2 separate regions of the Mus musculus genome follow, and region 1 is linked to region 2. Evidence: chromatin contacts called from public promoter capture Hi-C data. All regions are on one chromosome and are shown on one strand. Each heading gives the region's core, a stretch centred on a gene start, on an enhancer-like site or on the middle of the called end of the contact. The rest is flanking DNA. Distances are from core to core; before and after follow the strand shown.

Region 1 (6,544 bases), core at 4,039-6,538, 390 kb before region 2:
GAGCATTGGCGGGGGTCAGATTCAAGGCTAGGGTCTCCCCAGCGCCTGCCTCACCCGTTGCCGCAGCGCCTTCCAGTCTCGCCTCTGACGCAGCAGCCTCTGAGTGCGTAGGAAGGCCAGCTCCATCCGCTCCAGGTCATTGCCAAAGCCTACCCGCCTCTGTCCACGCTCCTCCAGCTCCACTGTGGTGGTCTGGCGTCTCAGCTTAGCTTCCCTGTAGGACAGGACCCAGTCATACCCACAGAGGCTGCAGCAGTCCTACCCCCCCCCCACCCACATGCTAGTTGGCACTTGGGAATGTGCCTTAGGGACAAGCACAGCCTTGTGTACAGGTGTCTGGCAGACACACTGAAAGGAGACTCGGGGAGGTAGCTCAGTTGGTACAGTGCTTGTCTCAAATGCACAGAGCCCTTGGTTTGATCTACAGCACCGTATAAAAACACATGCTTCCACGGGGTGTGGTGGCGCAAGCCTTTAATCCCAGCACTCGGGAGGCAGAGGCAGGCAGATTTCTGAGTTCGAGGACAGCCTGGTCTACAAAGTGAGTTCCAGGACAGCCAGGGCTATACAGAGAAACCCTGTCTCAAAAAACCAAAACAAAAAACAAAAACAAAACAAAAAAAAAACCACATGCTTTCATCCCCAGCACTCAGGAGGCAGGAGGGCCAAAGTTCAAGGCCACCCTTTGGCTGTATAGCAAGCTTGAGGCTAGCCTAGTTCACATGAAACCCTGTAGCTGTGTGTGTGTTGCTGGGGATAACCTGCTTACGGCCAGAGTTTAGTAAGTGTGTAGTTAGGAATGGAGCGTGTGAGGCTCCTTAACAAACAATTGGCCAGTTTCCGATGTGTCCAGATGTATCTCACAGGACAGGAAACTGAGGTCCAATGACTTGCTTAAGGACAGCAGGACCCAGGGCTCTTTCCTAAAGCTGTGGTCCTCTGGCCACACTCAGGCACGTAGGAACCGTCCCTTCCTTGTGTGAGCCCTGTGATTGTTACCAGTCTGTACCCCATGACCAGTTCCTCTCTTACTTGTGAACTTTGTGGTAATGAGGATGGCTTCTTGGGGACAGTCCTTTCCTGCTGTGGGGACCTGTCCAGGGGATGGTGTGAGACTTGGCCTCACAGTGACTGGTTTGTACTCTGCCCAGCCCTTCCGTAAAAGGAACTTTGGGAAGACCCATTGTGTGTCAGTGGGCGTCCACGAAGAGGTAGGGATCAGGGACCAGGGTCAAGATAAAACAGTCCTTCCGCATCCAGTGACAGTCATGTGACTTACCAGGACAACTCTGAGGAGGCTGTCAGGGCCAGGGCAGCAGCCAGGGCATAGTCTTCAGAGCTGAACTGTTGTTCCTCCTCACTGCCAGTAGAAACGGGGGGGTCATGGATCTGGGGCCGTTTCCTGGGGCCCCTGAGACCATGGCCGTACATTACGGCACCAGAAGACAACCCGAGCTCCCGTCTCTCATTGAACCTCCCTCTCAATGCGGGGGTCTCAGAGAGCAAGAATATCTCTCTACCCTGGACAGGGCTGTGCCTCCTGTTAGGGTCTGGGTATGAGGCATCCCCTAAAGGATTTGTGTTGAAAACTCAGTCCTCAGCTGCCAGATCTACTCATTGAGAAGGGGCTGGACCACAGGGACTTCAGGGGTCACAGGGGCCACAGGGACCACAGGGACCACAGGGACCACAGGGGCTGTGTGCTCATCATCACCAGTCAGTCCATCCCCCCATGGGTTCAGTTTGGTGATTTTATTGGGAGCAGAAGAAACATCTAGAGGTATAGAGAGTAGGTTATGGGGACTTTGCCGTGTTCCAGGTTCCTTCCTTCCTTCCTTCCTTCCTTCCTTCCTTCCTTCCTTCCTCCCCCTCCCTCCTGTGTTCCTTGACTACTCTGCAATCTAATGTTCGTTCTGTCTCACCTCAGCCTCAAAGCAATAGAGCCAAGACAGGAATAAACTCCATAAAGGGCTAGGCAAACAAACAAACACCAACAAAAATCAACAGAACTAAACAACAAAAACAAAACTCCACTCTTCTCCTCCTAATGTGTTTTTCTCAGGTGCTTTGTGATGGAGACAGAAAGTTCCCAACATACTCCCCGAGGGAGGGACTGACTGTGTCTCCTCTCAGACAGGGTCTGTAGAGGACTGCTCCGTGTCACTTTTATTCAGGTGGGGGTCTGGGGTATCTCAGAAGGTGAGCCTGTGCTACCCATCTAAGATGAGAGTCTCTGAACAGCTGGGCTATGCGTCCTCTTCCAACTGGATCCTGGGGCGGAGCCACGGCGGGGGAGGGGCCATAGGGCCAGGACACGCCCACCTGCTGCGGTAGGTCCGCCTCTGCACGGAAGAACCCATCTGCAGGCTGTGCTGCCGCTCCTCTTTCTGCTCCTCCTCCTGCCTGTGTTCCAGCCTGTGGACCTGCACGGTCTGGGAGGCTTGGGGCTCCCCGGCACTCCCAGGGCTGTGGGGCAGAGTCATGGCTGCGAGCGCAATAACCTGTGAAAGCCAAAGTTTACGGTCTGTCGTCCTACCAAGCATCTGCAACTTCCCTTCCCAAGTGCTCTGAGTGTGCAGGAGCGTTTTTTTTTTTCTTTCTTTCTCTAGAGCAGTGGTTCCAACCTTCTTAAAGCTGAAGCCCTTTAGTACAGTTTCTCATGTTGTGATGACCCCCCCCACCATAAAATTATTTCACGATAACTCTAATTTTGCTGTTATGAATTATAATGTAAATATCTGAGATGCAGGATAGATATCTGACCCCCAAATGGGTTGAGAACCACGGCTCTATAGGAGCATAGGGATTGAGGCCTGAGAAGGTGAGGGACCACGGTGACAAAGGCAGAGTCTGGCTTCTCTACTGTTTCTCGTGCCTTGGCAGTGGGTAAGCAGAGACCCATCGGGGAGCAGAGAGAGCCCTGGCTCCCAGCTGCGGACCTGCTCCATTCATCCCCTTCTCCAGGGCTTGGCTTTGCAGAGGATGACAGACTGCACGCTGCTGTCCCAGGCTGGGTCTAATCTCGGAGTGAGCAGATGTCCCCTCTCTCTCTCTGTCTAGTCCTACCCATGAGCCTTTGCTGGGTTCATCACCCCAGCCGTTCCTCCAAGCCTAGCCTGAGCGCCATGTTGATTCACGATATGGGGACTGTGAATCTGTGACCCAGTGCAATCCTGTGACCCTAGTTTCTCATTCCTGCTTCTAAGTGTGCGACCTTGGACTTTATAACTTGGCTTCTTCATCCGTAAAATGTGTCCACCACACTCCTGGGATGGGCGACCAAAAGGTTAACTGAGAGCCTGGAGAAATGAGTCCCATCTAAGTGTCAGACACTCCCACCAACTTCCTCCGAAGCCTTGTAAAAACACAAGAGGCCAAGAACTTTCTCTTTGTTAGTCCTTTTGGTATTTTAAATCAGTACCTTATAATTTGATTCTCATTTAGAAAGTGCCTCCTCTTCCTGCTTAGTCCCTACCTGTATGGAGGCTGTATTTGACTCACTGGTGGTGGGGCTTAGCTGCTGAGTGTCAGCTGTAAGGTTTGGTTTTCTGTGCTGCCCCCAGCTGTGACCATCAGGGAGGTCAGTGGCTTGCAGTAAGTAATCAGTGGCCATTAAGGGCTTCTCCCAAAGGTCCCTTGGCTCCCGACAAGCATCTCAGCAGAGCCAAAGGACAGTTGCCCACTTAGGCTTGGCTCTGACTCCTCCTGGCTAAATAGCATCTCTGCACGCAGAGACCTAGCCAAGCCCGCTCATGCTACGCTCCTTCCTTGGTCTACACGTTTGACCTGGGGAGCAAGGCTCGGGCCAACAAAGAGGGTTCCTGTGCTCTGACGTCAGCACTGGCCCTCTCTCTGATACTCTGCCCTAATGAGGACAGTGGCCCACTGGCATTTGGCCTCTGGACCCCCTCCTCTGCGGTGAGCCATGGATGCTTTTTAAAGCACTGACTAAAGTGTGGGATTAAGCAGACAGGTTTGTGGCCTCCACTGCCCTTCCCCATGGGATGAGAAGCCGCACTGGCTGAGCGGGGAGTGGATGCACCCTGCCCAGTGGGTCGGCACAGGCTGGGACAGGCACGGCTCCCCAGCTCCGCCAAGGCTGTAATGGGCTGGCTCTGGTTAGTGGAGGCTCTTCCTTCCCCAGCAGAGCCCGGGGGGCCTCATCCCCTGTATGGGATGAACCTGGCAACCCCAGGGTTTGGGACTGCAGGGTCTATGCTTTTTCTCTGCCCGTGGGGTTGAACAACCAGCACTCAGCCCACACACTCCCTCCCTACTGGACCTGCCGGACCTGCCAGCTCGGGCTCCCTGATGGGCTGCCGCTCCATACAGCAAAGACTCGAGTTCCAAGGAGGTCCTCAAGGGCCTTTTCTTTTCTTTATGTTTAGCTTTAATGTCAAGGAGGGCTCACATCAGAAGACCCAGGGCTACACAGAACAGTGAAATGAAGCATGGAGTTCTTGGATACCCCGTTTTCACTTGGGGTGCTACCAAGCTCAAATCTCCCTAACAAACCCCTTTCCCAACATACTTACATATATACACTACAAACAAACAAACACACATACAGATACACACATACTCGACAGGATACGAAAACACACACAGACACACACATACCCTATAGTAGACACACAAATATTCTACGACACACACAGACACCCTACAACACACACATAGGCACATACCCTATAACACACACACATATCCTACAACACACACAGATAGACACATACCCTACAACACACACACATATCCTATAACACACACAGATAGACACATACCCTATAATATACATACCCTATAGCACAACACAGTCACATACCCTATAACACAGACACATACCCTACAACACACACACACACACGCCCTATAACACACACATAAACATTATAAATGCACATATCAAACACACATACACACATACCCCACACACTATACTATAGATACACACACCATAGTCACACAAATACTACCCCCATCATACAATAGACACACAAGAACATCATTGACTTTACATAGGCCTATGCACAGACCACCCCCACATCATCTACACATACACAAACCCGTACATCACAGACACACATACACTAGAGTTATGTACACTACACATGCACCATATATACCACCCCCATAGGTCATTCACTGTGGAAAGCTGGGGTGTCCCTCAGCCCCTGCACCCTACATGTGACTCACAGAAACAGCAGTGTCCACTGGGCAGTCTCTAGGACAGTAAGAGGCTCTCTGCTCTCTTCTTGTCCTCGGCTCAGTGAGGACGGGGGAAGAATGTGATCTGAGAGCCTTGTAACCGTCTTAAATATAGCAGCGCTGAGACAGTGCGGTGACAATGGATGGGAGCTGTGGTGAGGGTGGAGGCAGAGGGGAGGGCTGTCTCTTCCTGCCAGCACTGCTGGGCAGCAGCAACAGGTGGGGTGGCCCCCACCCCCTGCTGCTCCTCCCCCACCTCTGGCTTTTCCACCCCACCCTGCCTGGAGTAAGAGCCATGCCTCGGGCTCCAGTCTGGCTTGGGGAAAGTGGACACGTGTGTTCTCTGCTATAGAAGTCGGATCACAACTGTCCTTCCCGTTGTGGGGCACCCAGAGAAAGGTCTTCAGCTTCTCTGATCTGAATTCCCTCCTGAGAGACAGGGAACATGTCAGGGTACCTAGCTTCTTGCGGATAGTACAGAGTGTGACCTAACCATGAGAACTTTGATTCTTTTGGCTAAGGTGATGTGTGGCTTCTTCCTCTCTATTTCCCCAGCAGTTAAGGGCGCTGCTCCTGGTCAGCCCATGGTTGTGTGCGGTGGGTAAGGCAGGGCTAGGACAGGAGCTAGGGAGCCCTGAGGAGGGGACATGGCCCTCCAGAGCATGTGCAGGTCTGGGAAGGCTGTCCCAGCTCAGGTCAGAGAGCATGGTTTCACTCCCAGCCTCTTCCTCAAACCACAGGCACCAAGGTCAACCTGCCAGCTGCTCTTCCTGCAGCTTCGGAGGCTACTCCCTGGGGAGAGTGAGTGAGCGGGCACTGAGCTCTTCAGTCCTAGTCTTAATCTCCTGCCTTACTTGAAAAGCCATTTCTAAGCTTCCCTGATTCACCTCTTCCCCAGGCCAGTGTCATAGCAACTCCGGGGAGGATGTTGGCGGGTTCGCTCCCCCACCCTTTTGGTCTTCCTTCCTTCCTTCCTTCCTTCCTTCCTTCCTTCCTTCCTTCCTTCCTTCCTTCCTCTTTCTTTCTTTCTTTCTTTCTTTCTTTCTTTCTTTCTTTCTTTCTTTCTTCCTTCCTTCCTTCCTTCCTTCCTTCCTTCCTCTCTCTCTCTCTCTCTCTCTCTCTCTCTCTCTCTCTCTCTTTCTTTCTTTCTTTCTAGGAAACTTTATGTATATGAGTGTTTTACTTGTGGGCATGGTCTGTGCACTACCGCATGCACGCCTAGAGACCAGAAGGGGGCATCAGATCCCTGGGGTTGTGAGCCAGGTACCCTGACACGCTGTCTCTCAGGAAGGAATTCAGATCAGAGAAGCTGAAAACTTCCCCAGGGTAACTGGAA
Region 2 (6,303 bases), core at 859-3,358:
TAGCATCGGCAGAGCCAGTGTGATGAGCCGCCCACTCATGATTCGGGAGGCAGAGATAGAGAAACACTATAAGATGACCTTCAAGGGCCCTAGTGCCCCTGCCCCTTCCTCTCACCAGGCCCCTCTCCCATACAGTTCCTGTCACCTCGCAATAGTGCCATCAAACTATAAATTCAATAGCTAAATCTGATTAGATCAGGGCCAATGATCAGTAACTCAGTCCAATAGCCAGAGAACAAATCATTACTCTGTGAGATTTAGGTGGATCCAGGTCATGCATGACAAGGGCAGACTGGGGAGTCCCCAATCTGTATGTCAGCTCCTGTCTTTACCATCTCTGTTCTCTCTTATTTTGTATTTGAATTCATTTACCTTTTTTGGTGTGTGTGTGTGTGTGTGTATGTGTATACACGCATGCACGCGCATTTGCTTGTGTGTGTCCATGCTGGCATAAGAGTGCCCCGTGACACACACTCAGAGGTCAGAGGACACCCTCAATACCAGTCCTGCCCTTCTACCTACCTTGCCTATAACAGGGTCTCTTTGTTATTTTCCCCACTGTACCCCAGCATACGCCAGGCTAGGGGGCCTGCAGGCTTCTGGGGGTCCTCCTGTCACTGCCCACCGTGCCCACAGGAGCCCTGGGATTCCTATGCTGACTCATGAGGTTCCTGGGGACTCATAGATGTCTGATAAGAGCTTCTCCCACTTTCCGTTCCCTCTTCTCTGCAGGCTCTGGAGCCATCGTGGCTGCCATTGTGGTGGTTGTCATCATCATTGTCACCTTGGTGCTGATCCTGCTGAAGATGTACAACAGGTACCGGAGGCCCAGAACTCGCCAGTTCTCCACCCCCACACACAGACCTCCCACCCATTCCACCTGTAGACTGTTAGCTCACCTGCCATGCAAGACCCTGCCCTCTGAAACTCTTTGTCAGAGCTGAGGTTCAAACCCAAACCATGCGGTTTCAAAGAAAATATTCCCACCATAGCATGTGACAATGACAGGGGCAGGGGATGAAGTTTGGAAGGTGGAGCTCTTGCCTAGCATCCGTGAAGGCCTGGGTTTGAGTCCCAGTACCTTATAAATCAAGTATGGTGGCACTCAGGAGATAAAGGCAGGAGGACCAGAAGTGTACAGGATGAATTTGAGGCCAGCCTGAGCTACATAAGACCCTGACTCCAAGCCAACAACAATAGTAGCGTTAAGTATTATTTTTTTAATTTATTTATTATTATATATGAGTACACTGTAGCTGTCTTCAGACACACCAGAAGAGGACATCAGATCTCATTGCAGATGGTTGTGAGCCACCATGTGGTTGCTGGGATTTGAACTCGGGACCCTTGGAAGAGCAGTCAGTGCTCTTAACCGCTGAGCCATCTCTCCAGCCCTAAGTATTATTTTTAAAGCCTTTGACGGTGTTACCATATGAACCTATAGGAAACAAGGAAGCAGCGTTGAATTCCAGTGTCCCCTAAGGAGTTAGGATCTATCAGTGGATGAAATATCACATCAGGACTCACTATTGTTAACTACTGAATTTTATGGTATATAGAATGAAGATAGAATTCTCAGTTTGCCAGTTTGTTTGAGACGGCATCTTCCCAGGTAGCCCAAGCTGGCCTCAGATGTTCCTGTCTCAGCCTTAAAAGTCCTGGGATTGTAGACATTTTAAGTCAGTTCTCTTCTCGATTATAATAAGATATTCTGAAATATTCTTAGCAAAACATTTAGCATGCATACTCATGCTGCTGCAAACCTTGAAGGGCTTCCCTTAGCCTTGAATGTGGCCATGCTCAGATTCCATTCAGTGTCAGGGACAGATTGCAGTTTAGCGGTTTAATTTAAACAGACTATCCCACAGTGAGCCAAGCTGATGTTGAAGGGCCTTCCCAATTGTAACAGTGGCGATTGAACAGTGTGACCTTACGATGAGCCACGGTTACAGAGCCCATTCTTCACCGTCTCGTTCGTTACAGGAGAATGAGGACCAGGCGGGAGCTGGAGCCCAAGAGCCCAAAGCCACCTGTCCCTCCTGCCCTGGACCCCAGCAGCAATGGCAGCCAGCAGCCTGCTACTGTGACCTTCGACCCTGCCAATGTCCATGTGGAGACTCGGTGACCCTGCCTTGGCGCCATTCCTGCCTCTCTGCAAAGAGCTTTGATGACCTGAAAGTCCACTCTGCTGGCAGCTTCACCAAGTTCTTTCTGGTTGGGTAAACTGAGGCACCCTTCAAACAGCCCCTGCAGCTTGAAGCCACCCTCACCTGTGCTCTGGCCACCCCAGCTATGTCCACGTCCCTGCTGCCACTCGACCAAAGCTCTGAGGACATTTCTTCTGTTACCTGACGAGAAGCACTGAGCTGGGGAAACTGGTGTGAGTCTGGTTGTCGCCTCACAAGTGCGACGGCTAGACAGCTTGATAGACAGACATCTGAGTCTTCTGCTCATGGTCAGGGAGTGTTAAAGAGAGTGTTCCCCAGGGAGCCACTGGGAGCATCTCAACTTAAGGGCATGTCCACAGCTTCCTCAATCCCATAGCCAGATGCAGGGAAACTAACTTGGACTAACTAGCCACAAAACCAACTTGGTAGCATCTAACTGATGCAGTACTAGATGGCCACTAGCCAGCTCCTAATGGCCAGTCAGCGCTCTCCCCCTTTAACAAAGGGTACAGAGGCTGGATAAAGTGGCACGTGCCTGTCATCACAGTGCTCAGTAAAAGCGGGAACACTGGGATTGCAGGACCAGCTTTGACCACATTCAGAGATGCTTCTCTTTTAAAAAAAAAAAAAAAAGAAAGAAAGAAAGAAAAAGAATAAACAGTATTCTTCAAAACTTCTACTTCATTAATAGTCAGAAGGAAGATGTACCCCGAGGAGCAGAGGCTAGCTCAAGGATGAGAAGCATAGGCTAGCTCTAGGATAAGAATTGTTGCATTGCTCAAGGTCCTGGGCTATGTGGTAGCTGCTCTGGGCTCTTTCTGCTGCCCCAGGCAGACTACCCTGACCCCCCATTTCCTGGCTCTCTTTTATTTGGTTGCTAAGCTTCCCTGGCAGTCCTCTTGCCTCTGGGGACAAGTATTTTGAACCCATTAAACCTTGTATTTCCTGCATGCTTTTTTGTCACCTTGCAGAGTCAAAGCACAACACTGTCAACTGATTCTCTGTGACAGCTGACCCCTGACCCTGGGCCAGAAGACAGTCCACAAACAAGGACAAACATTTTAGGATTAAGATTTATAGCTGGGCGTGGTGGCACACACCTTTAATCCCAGCAGAGGCAGGCGATTTCTGAGTTCAAGGCCAGCCTGGTCTACAAGGCCAGCTAGGGCTATACAGAGAAACCCTGTCCCAGAAAGAAAGAAAGAAAGAAAGAAAGAAAGAAAGAAAGAAAGAAAGAAAGAAAGAAAGAAAGAAAGAGTGTAAGAAAGAGAACAAGAGAGTAGATCACCTGACATCCTCATCTGACCTCCTGGTTTGCTCATAAGGGAACATATGCCACGCACATGCAACACACACAACTTTTTTGTGTGTCTTAGGGAAACAACGGGGGTCTTACTATGTAGCCCTGACTGGCTTGAAACTCTGTAGACGAGGCTGGCTTTGAATCAACAGAGATCCTCCTGCCTCTATCTCTTGAGTGCTGGAATTAAAGGCGTGCACCACTACCAACACACACACACACACATACACACACACAGAGAGAGAGAGAGAGAGAGAGAGAGAGAGAGAGAGAGAGAGAGAGAGGCAGACAGAGCTTCACAGGAGGATCAAGAGTTTAAGGTCATCATCCTTGGCTACACAGAAAACTTAGGAGCACCCTGGGCTACAGAAATCCTCTCTCAACAAACAAACAAACAAAACAAAACAAAACAAAAGAAGCCTCCTTGAGTAGCTGTGGGAAGATCCTAGGAAACTCTTACCGTGGCTCAGTGGTCATCTTCCCCTTCTGTCTTAAATACCTACCACTCTCCAGGCACCGGGAGGGCATCTACTAAGTTATCTCAGAATTTCATTCTCTCCGTGAGTCTGGGAGGTCATCTTTCTTTCCACTCTCAGATGAGAGGTTCCAGTTCACAAAGAGGAGGGACCTGCCGGGAGTCACGTGCTGGGACATCATGTGCCGGGAGTCACGTGCCAGGGCTCAAAGTAGGGTCGGCCCGACTTGGCAGGAGCCTTCTTTCCATTGTATCTTCTTCCTTCCACCCTTCCCAAAAGATGTCAGCTGCTCTGAGAATGGATACACAGCAAAGCAGTCTTGTCCCTGTCCTGTGTGGAGACAGGGATCTGGCTTCCCAGGTGCAAGTGGGAGAAAGGCCATTTTGGTGGCCTCCTGTTGACTCTCATGAGCATAGCCAAGATGGCGTTCTCTGACCCACCTGTGCACCCAGTGTCCCGCTTCACTTGCTTCCCACTGAGGCCCTGGACAAGCCCTAATAGATAATGCTTCCCTGAACATGCTCTGCTTTCAAAAGCAAAACAGAAACAAACAAGCAAAGCCCTTGCGCCACCAGAGACACCTCCTCAAGGCCCTTCCCTCCATTCCAAGTACTGGGGAAAAAAAATCAGCCCAAATGTTCCAGCCTTAAACTAACCTCTCCCGCCCACAGAAGGTCTTCCCTTGCTAATTAATGCTTGGGAATGGAGGAGAGAGGTGGACAGGACAGTCAGGGCGGGAGCAAGCGAGACAACTTTACTGTTCTGCGTCTCAGTAATGAAGATAACCCAGGAAGGCTCCCATTGTGGCTCTGTCCAAGTTGAGGGGGCTCCTCAGTACAGGAAGACAGGGCCCCAAATTTCACCCGGGGATGGTACAGCCCCATTTATTTCCCTCTCACACTGGGGCAGGTTCTCTTTCAAGTGGCCATGGGATCAATGAAAGATATTACATGCATAAGTTTTAAAACAAAAAGGTTTAAATCCAGTATGTGTTATTCATTTCAATTACATGTAGTGTTAACAAACTCCACTGTGGGGAGCCGCCCTCACATTCGCCGTTGCAAGATGGCGCTGACATCCTGTGTTCTAAGTGGTAAACAAATAATCTGCGCATGTGCCAAGGGTAGTTTTCCACTACATGTGCTCTGCCTTCCCCGTGACGACAACTCGGCCGATGGGCTGCAGCCAATCAGGGAGTAATACGTCCTAGGCGGAGAATAATTCTCCTTAAAAAGGGACGGGGTTTCGCCATTCTCTCTCTTGCTCTGGCTCTTGCTTCTTGCTCCTGAAGATGTAAGCAATAAAGCTCTTGCGCTCTTGCTCTCTTGCTCTGGCTCTTGCACTCTAGCGCTCTTGCGCTCTGGCTCCTAAAGATGTAAGCAATAGAGCTCTTGCTCTCTTGCACTCTTGCTCCTGAAGATGTAAGCAATAAAGTTTTGCCGCAGAAGATTCTGGTTTGCTGCGTTCTTCCTGGCCGGTCGCGAGAACGCGTGTAAGACTCCACTTCTGCTGGGCACTGATAGTGCATGGCTTTAATCCCAGTAGAGGCCAGCAGATCTCTGTGAGTACCAGGCCAGGGCTGCACAGAGGAATCAACAAACAGGCTGGAGAGATGGCTGGATGCTTAAGAGCACTGGCTGTTCTTCCAGAGGACCTGAGTTCAATTCCCAGCACCCACATAGCAGCTCACAACTGTCTGTAACTCCAGTTCCAGAGGATCCAACACCCTTGCAGACATACATGCAGGCAAACAGCAATACACATAAAGTTTAACAAATCTTTTTTTAAAAAGCAAGCAAACAAACAAACAAATGCCTTTTCAAAAAAAACTCTTGTTGAACTGGGTGTGGTGCCCCATGCTTATAGTCCCAGAATTAAAGGTCTGATACAGAAAGATTGTACTTTGAGGCTAGCCTGGGCTACATACTGAGCCAACGCTAGATGTTTCTAGGAGGTAGGAAACTTGCTGAGTTATTCAAATGTGACAATATGAAGTTTTGTAGCCTGAAGCTAAACACCAAAGGCTCTAGGATGTCAAGGACCTGGAATCACTGGGGTTGTACGACATATCAGAGTAAACCTCAAGTCACCAGCAGTGACAGTTACCATGAACTATGTTCCCACCGTGTGCCTGACACAACACTGGCCACGTGTACCCAACAGCCACTCTGACCCTCTGCAGTTCCCATCTGAACATGCACTGCAAACCTACAATTCCAGCACTCAGGAAGCTGAGGCAGGAGGATTACAGGGTTGTTGGCTGGGGATATAGCTCACTTGGCAGAGTGCTTGCCTAACAGGCATGAAGCCCAGGGTTCCAACCCCAGCACCCCGTGAAACCTGGTGTGGTGGTGCAACC

Evidence for each region. Promoter capture Hi-C pulls out the DNA fragments that hold promoters and counts their contacts.
Region 1: a promoter capture Hi-C map of liver shows a contact between it and region 2, with 2.1 times the contacts expected there. The contact joins the promoter of Myom3 here to the enhancer-like site in region 2. A contact is called at or near these places in 4 of 39 promoter capture datasets (the 3T3-L1 cell line, cranial neural crest, liver and 1 more), 1 of 484 Hi-C or Micro-C datasets (liver) and 2 of 115 datasets of contacts at active chromatin or transcription factors (embryonic stem cells and pancreatic cancer cells).

Annotation. Positions count from the first base shown.
Region 1 is chr4:135,758,459-135,765,002 of GRCm38.p6, reverse strand. Myom3 (myomesin family, member 3) reads right to left here and starts at 5,288. Exons shown (of 37, transcript NM_001085509.2): 1 at 5,197-5,288; 2 at 2,323-2,501; 3 at 1,280-1,360; 4 at 55-214. The coding sequence starts at 2,483.
Region 2 is chr4:135,366,391-135,372,693 of GRCm38.p6, reverse strand. It overlaps Ncmap (noncompact myelin associated protein), which reads left to right. Exons shown (of 5, transcript NM_145555.2): 4 at 733-817; 5 at 1,984-3,117. The coding sequence ends at 2,125. Among named protein-coding and RNA genes, the nearest start is that of Srrm1, 16 kb to the right of the region's middle. Within about 2 kb of position 2,108, at least 7 of the 459 cell types and tissues checked have an H3K27ac peak or open chromatin away from gene starts, as enhancers often do. A contact at or near this core is called in liver, where this site is marked.